Linked DNA regions of Mus musculus: region 1 is linked to region 2. Evidence: chromatin contacts called from public HiChIP or PLAC-seq data. All regions are on one chromosome and are shown on one strand. The core of a region is the stretch at or near the end of the contact, and the rest is flanking DNA. Distances in the headings are between cores, read along the strand shown. Region 1 holds the start of Alkbh7 (alkB homolog 7). Region 2 holds the start of Adgre1 (adhesion G protein-coupled receptor E1).

The links. HiChIP or PLAC-seq counts read pairs in DNA pulled down with a chosen protein or histone mark.
Region 1: an H3K4me3 HiChIP or PLAC-seq map of bone marrow-derived macrophages shows a contact between it and region 2, with 4 times the contacts expected there. The contact joins the promoter of Alkbh7 here to the promoter of Adgre1 in region 2. A contact is called at or near these places in 8 of 39 promoter capture datasets (the C10 cell line, the HPC-7 cell line, cranial neural crest and 5 more), 1 of 484 Hi-C or Micro-C datasets (uterus), 4 of 115 datasets of contacts at active chromatin or transcription factors (the HPC-7 cell line, bone marrow-derived macrophages and double positive thymocytes) and 2 of 9 other capture datasets (adipose tissue and liver).

Annotation. Positions count from the first base shown.
Region 1 is chr17:56,995,464-56,999,630 of GRCm38.p6, reverse strand. Alkbh7 (alkB homolog 7) reads right to left here and starts at 2,292. Exons shown (of 4, transcript NM_025538.3): 1 at 2,064-2,292; 2 at 1,069-1,242; 3 at 836-960; 4 at 291-701. The coding sequence starts at 2,267. The coding sequence ends at 539. Clpp (caseinolytic mitochondrial matrix peptidase proteolytic subunit) reads right to left here. Exons shown (of 6, transcript NM_017393.2): 6 at 3,260-3,753. The coding sequence ends at 3,584. It overlaps Pspn (persephin), which reads left to right. Exons shown (of 2, transcript NM_008954.3): 2 at 1-318. The coding sequence ends at 174.
Region 2 is chr17:57,357,200-57,361,318 of GRCm38.p6, reverse strand. Adgre1 (adhesion G protein-coupled receptor E1) reads right to left here and starts at 2,633. Exons shown (of 22, transcript NM_010130.4): 1 at 2,563-2,633. The coding sequence starts at 2,593.

The DNA of each region.
Region 1 (4,167 bases), core at 1,043-3,542, 360 kb after region 2:
GAGGCCCATACCCAGCACAGTCTGGTACTGGCCCGGCTTCGAGGGCGGGGTCGAGCCCATGGCCGACCCTGCTGCCAGCCCACCAGCTATGCTGATGTGACCTTCCTTGATGATCAGCACCATTGGCAGCAGCTGCCTCAGCTCTCAGCTGCAGCTTGTGGCTGTGGTGGCTGAAGGAGGCCAGTCTGGTGTCTCAGAATCACAAGCATGAGACAGGCTGGGCTTTGAAAGGCTCAGGTGACATTACTAGAAATTTGCATAGGTAAAGATAAGAAGGGAAAGGACCAGGGTTTTTTGTTTCTTTCTTTGCTTGCTTGTTAGTTTTTTTTTTTTTTTAATCAGCAGTGGATGCAATAAATGATATTCTCGTGGCCTTAAGAGTGTGTGTGATCAGGTGCACCCTGGCAGCCACCATGCTATGTGAATCCTGAGACCCTGATCGTCTCTTAAGAGCCCCAGCCCTGGCAGACGGTCATTTGAAGATCCCATGACAGCATTTTCCCTACTTTATTCACAAATATGGAGGATATGTGGGAGGTCAGCAGGCTGGAGGTGGCTCTTCTGGCCTTCCTGGCCCCATCCCCTCAGGGAGGGAGCGGCAAATCACTGAGATGCGTCGGCCCCGGGGAACCCGGTGCTCCCCAAAAAATGATTCTTCATCTCTAAGGATCTCATGGGAGAAGTCATATCGGGCTGAACCCCTGCAAGAAGAGAGAAGCTGAGTGGGTGGATGGAGGGAAGACTGTCCCTTCAGCATTTCTATACTTTTTCTGAGTGGTGGTGGTGACTGTTAGAAACCCTCGGCCTCACCTGAGGACTTTGGGTTACGTCGTACCTTAAGATATAGAGAGACCCTGGCTCCAGCAACAGTTCCAGCCACTGCTCAGGTTCCTGTGTATGCACCAGCTTCATAACACTTGGAGACAACAGGGAAAGGCCAGCAATGGTAGATCCACAGAACTGGAAAAGGGGTATGTATGCTGTGTATATTGGGGTGTCAGGCTTAGTTCTGCCCCCCTGTCCACCGACAACCTAGCTAGGAGTTCTGATGGAATGCCTTCTGCCCACCTTGACACTGTCAACATGAGGCTTGATGTAGCCCCGAGGTTCCAGGTCCAACACATGTACTGGGGATAGCAGGCTCTGGTCAGGACCAAATGCAGCCGCCCGAACCCGCTGCAGGATGACCTGGCTTGCATCAGACCAGCAGGATTTCTCTGTCTCCCTGAAGCCATGGATGGCCTGAATAGAGAGCTCAAGTCATAACTGGGAACTCCCAGGACAGGAAAATGAGGTACCGAGGGGTGCAGTACAGGGCAGGCAGTCTTTCCAACTTTAGCTCATTATCAGTGAGGTTTCAACCACGCATCTGGTCTTCACGTTTCGTTTCCCAGTGGTCCCTGGTGCTGGCCACCCTAATATTCAGTATCTCGGTCTCCTGTCTCTATTTGATCCCACTCAAGTCCCTAGTGAAACTCCCAACTGCTGGCACTCCCTCTCCCAAGTCTGCTTTTTATTTCTAATCTTGTCACCAATGCCCCTGAAGTGTTCCAGAACTTCATGTCTGAAGTGACATCTTTGTCCTCACTACGCATTCCTTGGTGCCCACCAAAACCCTCCCTTCTGATTCCAGGCCCAGCCCCACACTACAGCCCCTGTTCTTAGTAAAGCCCAGCAGTGATTTGCCCCCACTGTAATACTGCGCTGCTCTGAGCTCAACGTTGCCAGTTCACCTTCTCCGGCTCTGGTCCCTTCCCCTGCTCTAAGTACCATCCACAAGCCCGCAGCAGCAGGCCTTCCCCTGGACTCAGCTCTGGCATCAAGATCAGCCCCATTCCCACAAGACCTCCTGACCAACTGTCACTCATCGAATTGCCCAGCACCCGCCATGTCCCACACCAGAGAAACTTGGTCCCACCCGAACCTACATCGGGGACTGCCCAAAACACACTGTCCCCAACCTGGCCAAGCAAGCCTAGCTCTTCACTCTACCCCTCCGAGGACCCCGCCCCCTCACTATGTCCCAGTGGGCGTCCCCTTAGCTCGCCGCTCCGCCCACTCACCGCGTCCCAGTGGTCGTACTCGTAGCGCCGGCGCCGCAGCTGGGGCTCCAGTTCGCGTGTTAGCGTGTCCTCCTCCTCCTGGCTCAGGAAGCCTGGATGCACCACGGCCTCATCACGCAGGCGGCCCAGCACGGCAGAGTCTGAGCCGCGCACCCAGGCGCACCCAGAAAGCAACCGCATCGCTAGCCTCCTGCTGCCCGCCATCTTCAGGGATTGACCACAGCAGGCTGAGCCACACCCCCGCAAGCTATTGGCTGACACCGCACCACGCCCATCAGCTACTGGCTCTATTAGCTGTGCTTTAAGTCAGTCTACCGCTTGTCCCGCCTCTCGGCCCTGAGCAAGGTCTCAAGCAGTAGGTGCAGAACTAGGGCGAACGGAGGCTGGAGGTCACGTGGGGGCAAAGCCAAGGTTAGAAGTTCAATCAGCCTAGCGCAAATTTAGCGCTTGTCAAACAGCACACCCTGGTGGAGAAAGGAGGATAACTAACTCCAAGGTCAGCCCTTGAGTTTGAGGCTAACCTGAATTTCAGATGTTGCCCACAAAATAGGACATCCAAACAAATAAGACCAAATAATACAACCCCCACCTCAAATGTTTTGTGTTAAATCTAAAAAGAGTCTACTTCCTTCCACACTAATAAACTGGGCCTAGGAAAATGGCTCAGCACTTGCTAAGAGTCTTTGGTTTGACCTCAGGACCCCCAAACATGGTGCAAGCAGAAAAAGCAACTCCTGCATTTGCGACCCTCTGACCTCCATAGGGTCATGTGGCACCTGCCTCCATCCCATAAACTGGGATCCTCTGCTTCTAGTTCTAGTAAAACTCCATAAACATGTCCTGACATTCTCTCTGGCTTCAGCTGGCTTTTGGAGCCTGCAACAAAATGCCAGGACTTTGTCACCTGGTGAGTCACCAGTGTCAGGTCTCATGGGTCTGAGGATCAACCCAAAGTTGGTGGTAGATTCTGGTAGACCCTCCACCCTAACTCTTAACTCTCTAAGGGGCCAAGCCCAGGATCGGCAGGTAAGAATGTACTCTTAAGTCCCAGCACCCACAGGGAAGCCCCAGGGGACCCAACATCCTCTTCTGGCCATGGGTACTGCACTCACCATGCACAAACCCACACATAACCAAAGATGTATGAAATCATATTTCTACCCACTGACTTTGGGGTAGTATATGGCTTAAGTCTGTTGAAGTCAGGTGTGGTGGTGTACACCTTTAATCCTAGCACTCAGGAGGTGAGGCAGGTGGGTACCTGAGTCTGAGGCTAGATTGGTTTAGTTCCAGGAGAGCCAGGGTTTGCTTACTGAAGTGGTTTGTCAAGGTGAAGGAGGCCTGCTGTCTTGGAGAAGTAATGGAAGGTGCTTCAGACATGGGACAAAGACTACAAAGATTTAATTTAAATCACAGTGTCTCAGGCAGTCTGCCCTGCTCTGAGGGCAACCTCAATCCACATCTCCTCTAGGGGTTGTTCTTGGGCCCAGCAGAGGAAGTTTCAGTCTGGTCTCCACTCCTTAGGTGCTTGTCGGGGCAGGAGGATCCGTCGGCGCTGTGGCAGTCTCCTTCTGTACCAGTTCTGGCTCATCCTCCCCGTCCTGAGGTGGGTGGACCAAGACCTTGTCCAAGATGCCAAACTCTTGGGCCTCCATGGGGCTCATGTAGCGGTCCCTCTCCATTGCTGACTCTAGGGAAAGCAGTATATGTGGGTAGGAGTAGAGGCCTGGGCTGTTTTTCCCCAAATTCCTAGGTTGAAGCCCTTACCAGTCGTGAGATGATTTATGGAGTTGTGAGGGACCCCCTACCATGGGATCTATGCTCTTATGAAGAGAGGCAAAAGTAAAAGGGCTACAAACTAAGATAATGTCTTCAAAGAAAAAAAGGAGGAGCTCTGTTGGCTGAACACTTTCCTAAGAGCCCAGGCTTCATACCTAGGAGCACCAGCAATTCCAGGAAACCAAAGGTGTAGAAGCCATTAGCATCAGGAATTGATAGCAACACAAAAATGTCACCTTCCAGGCCCTGGCTATTCCTGGCCTTCCTGCTTCCAGGACTGAGATTAGACACTCCTAGCATTTTAGCTTCCAGCCCATGATGTTTT
Region 2 (4,119 bases), core at 1,384-3,883:
ATAGCATTTGAAATTTAATGAAGAAAATATCTAAGAAAGAAGGAGAGAGAGAGAGAGAGAGAGAGAGAGAGAGAGAGAGAGAGAGAGAGAGAGAGAGAGAAAGAAAGAAAGAAAGGAAAGTTGGCTATGCTCAAACAAAGCTGGACGGGAACTCCCACTGAGGAAGCCATGTCATTTTGCATAATTTTCACAGCGCACTCCTGATTTCTTTGCACTTGTTAGGGTTTTTGTTTTTAAAGAGTGCAGTGTCCACACAGGCTAAAAGGATCCCCTGGACCTGGGTTTACAGGTGCTTGAGAGGCACCATATGGTGCTGGGACCTGAACCCAGGTTCTCTTCAAGAGCAGCCAGTGCCTTCCTGCAGAGACATCTCTCTGAGCCCTATATTTTTGTTGGTGTTGCTACTGGTGGTGGTTTGTATATTCAGGAGTATGCTCTATACGGTGCTCATGCACCTACATTTATCTCCCCTCCCACACCTGTTGACCCCTCTCTTTCCCGTCTGCCCCTATTTTCATGTCTGTTTGTGTGGAGGTCTTGTTTTGTTTCTAGCTTTTATGCTTCCTCTAAAACGTTTGTTATTTCTTTGTGTGAGAATATTTAAAAATCCTCTCCTGCAGCACTTTCTTTAACATTTTAAGACTTTCACACTGGGTAGGAACCTGGAGGCAGGAGCTGAGGCAGAGGCCATGGAAGGTGCTGCTTACTGACTTCCAAGCATGATTTTAGTTAAACATTCATGTCAGTTGTGGCTGCCTACATGAAACCTGCACGGTCAAGCCAGCCAACATTCTAGTCTGGTCCCATCCTGAGGAGCTGATGATCTACTGAGAGTCAATGGCTGCTAAGAGGAGAATCCTCTTGCTTCAGGGATATGCCCCAGAAGGTCACCCTGCTCTCAGTGGGTTTTCTTTAAAGTAGGACATGATGTTAGAGATGGTCACAGTGAAGAGAGGTCTCAGAGTAGAGTGGCACGGAGGTGCAGGTAATCAAAATTACTGCCTTTATGTATGAAATCCTCAAAGAATAAATTAAAATGTATTTAAGTAAATAAGCATGATATTATTTTAAGTTCATTCTTGAGACGATATTAAAATTATTGCCTTTATGTGTGTAAGACACATATATGTACATGTAATGTACATATACATGTATGCAGGCTAGCTGTTTGCTGTGGTTTGGATGTGAAATGTAACCAACACAATCATGTGTTTAACCTATTGGTCACCAGATGGTGGTGTTGTCTGAGGAAGTTTAGAGATGAGGCCATGGGAGGGGACCTGAAAATATGTACGCCAGTTCAACTTCTTAGCTCTCTGCTTCACAGTCAACAAGCAGAAAGCAGTGCCAGCCCACCATCTAACTATGACTCTTCCAAGGCTTCCACAACATGGCAGACCATACCATCTCAAACTGTGAGGCAAAATAGATCCCTCTTCTCATCCCTAAAACCGGAAATCCATATCTCCCATCTAAATTTAAAACAATGGGGAAAAAAAATCTTGCAAACACGCGAGAAAACCAGTGACGTGGAAGATCACACAGTGAAATGCGCTAGTGCCCAAAACAAAAGCAACAGGAGCCAGAAAAGGAAGGTGTAGCCCCGAGTCTATTTCTAGAACGGGACTATCTTCGCTGACTCCCACAGCACAAACCAGCCATGACTAAGAGTTTGAACAAGGCCAGAGCTGGAATGATTTTATACCGTGGCTCTACCCCTCATTAGCTAAGACTTGCTCACAGTATTTCTTTTTGCATCTGTGAGTACACATGTGCCTTTTGTGTGCATTGCATGTCTGTGTGTGCATTGCACTTGTGTTGTGTGTGCATGACATTGTGCAATGTGTAGTGCAGGTGAACATGCACTTGTGTGTACTGGCATGTAGGAACCAGAGGATGACCTCAAACACCTTTCTCCAGTTCCATCTACCTTAATTGTTTAGAGACAGACTTTCTCACTGATCTGGAATCCACCAATTGGGCTAGGCTAGCTGGCCATCAAGAACCAAGGAATCCTCCTTCTCTACTCTCCAGAGCCAGAGGTAGAAGTGTACCACATACTTGGTTTTTTAACATAAATTCTGGGATCAAATCCAGATCTTTGTGCTTGTAGGACAAGCACTTTACACACTAAACTGTTGCCAAAGCCCGGCAAGTTACCTCTTTCACACCCATGTTCTGCTTTGTGAGCTATGGCTGATAAAAAAGGGCTACGCAATGGTAAGGGGACTGTTTCCATTGCTGTGTGGACTTCCATCCCCCTTGCACCATCCCAGATGCACGCACCGGAGCCTCACAAGTTTACTCCATGTTAAATTCTAACTAAAACTGAGATGGCTCACAAACACAGACATGCCACATGAACAGCTACAGGAAGATCTACCCTGGTGAATAGACTTCCCTAAGTCAAGGAATTTTGTCAAAGGTTTCCCAAGGTAAAGTTTGCTGTGTGCAATAGACATTAGCCTATGGGCCGAACCCCTCCAAGGTTGGCCTTTCTCCCTGCAACCTATTTCCAGCCCACACCTCAGCCATCCATGCCCCATTCAACCTCATACTCACCCCAGAAGAGGAGCAGCCAAAAGCCCCACATCGTACTGTGGCAGTCATTCAATGAAGAAAGCCTTCCCTTTAAAAGCTTGCTTTGTGGGGAAGAAAAGGGGTGGAGTCAGGGTTGCTCAACAAAGCCAGACTGAGCCCAGCAGCTTTCTGCTGAGTTGCCACCATCAGAGGTGGACAGACTGGCAACCCCCTAATTTCTCCCTTAAATCTGGCTAGTGTCCACATTTCTCCCTCTCCCTTCCCCTTCCCCTTCCCCTTCCCCTCCCCCTCTTCCTCTTCCTTTCTCTTTCCCTTTCCCTTCCTCTCTGTCTCTGTGTGTCTCTCTGTGTGTCTCTCTCTGTCTCTCTGTCTTTCTCTCCATTTCCTTCCCTCTTTCTCCATCTCTTACCATCTACCCCATCTCTCTCCAACCTCAGTTTCCTCTGTACCATTCTTTTTTTCAACATTACCATCCCCCTTCCACCTCTCATTCTCTTCTTTCATTACACCAAACAAGTGAGATTGCATGTGCTGCCCACAGTGAAGTCAATCCACTCTTCAAGATCACAAAGCCTTTTCAGTAAAGTCATGCTGCATTTATCACCAGGATCCATGAGCTTGCTGCTAAGAAAATTAAATTCTGTCATCATGTCAACCTTGTAGAATACACACACACCACATACATCACACCAAAGAGACAGACAGACAGACAGAGGGAGACAGAGGGGGGCAGAGAGAGACAGAGAGAGAGAGGCAGAGATAGAAAGAGACAGACAGAGACAGAGAGACCACCATCATCATTATCACCACCACCACACACCACACCACATACACCACACCATACACACCACATGCATCATCACCATACACACACCACACCATACCACACACACCACACCCAAGGCTGTCCACTTTTCCCCTATCATTTAATATAGTACTCAAAGTTCTACCCAGAACAATTAGGCAACAAAAGGAGGTCAAAGGGATACAAATTAGAAAGGAGGAAGTCAAGATATCACTATTTGCAGATGATGTGGTAGAATACATAAATAACCCTAAAAAATAATCCACCAGAGAACTCCTACAGCTGATAAACAACTTCAGCTTAGTGGCTAGATATAAAATTAATTCAAACAAATCAGTAGTTTTCCTCTACTCAAAGGATAAACGGGCTGAGAAATAAATTAGAGAAATGACACCCTTCACAATAGTCACAAATAATATAAAATATCTTGGTGTGACTCTAACCAAGCAATTGAAAGATCTGTATGACAAGAACTTCAAGTCTCTGAAGAAAGAAATCAAAGACCTCAGAAGATGGAAAGATGGCCATCTTGCCAAAAGCAATCTACAAATTCAGTGTATTCCCTATCAAAATCCCAACTCAAATTCATCTGGAATAACAAAAAACCCAGGATAGCAAAAACCGTTCTCAACAATCAAAGAGCCTCTGGGGGAATCACCATCCCTGACCTCAAGCTGTACTGCAGAGCAATATGATTAAAAAAAATTTTTTTTAAAAAACCTTCATGGTATTGATACAATGACAGAAAGGTAGATCAATGGAATAAAATTGAA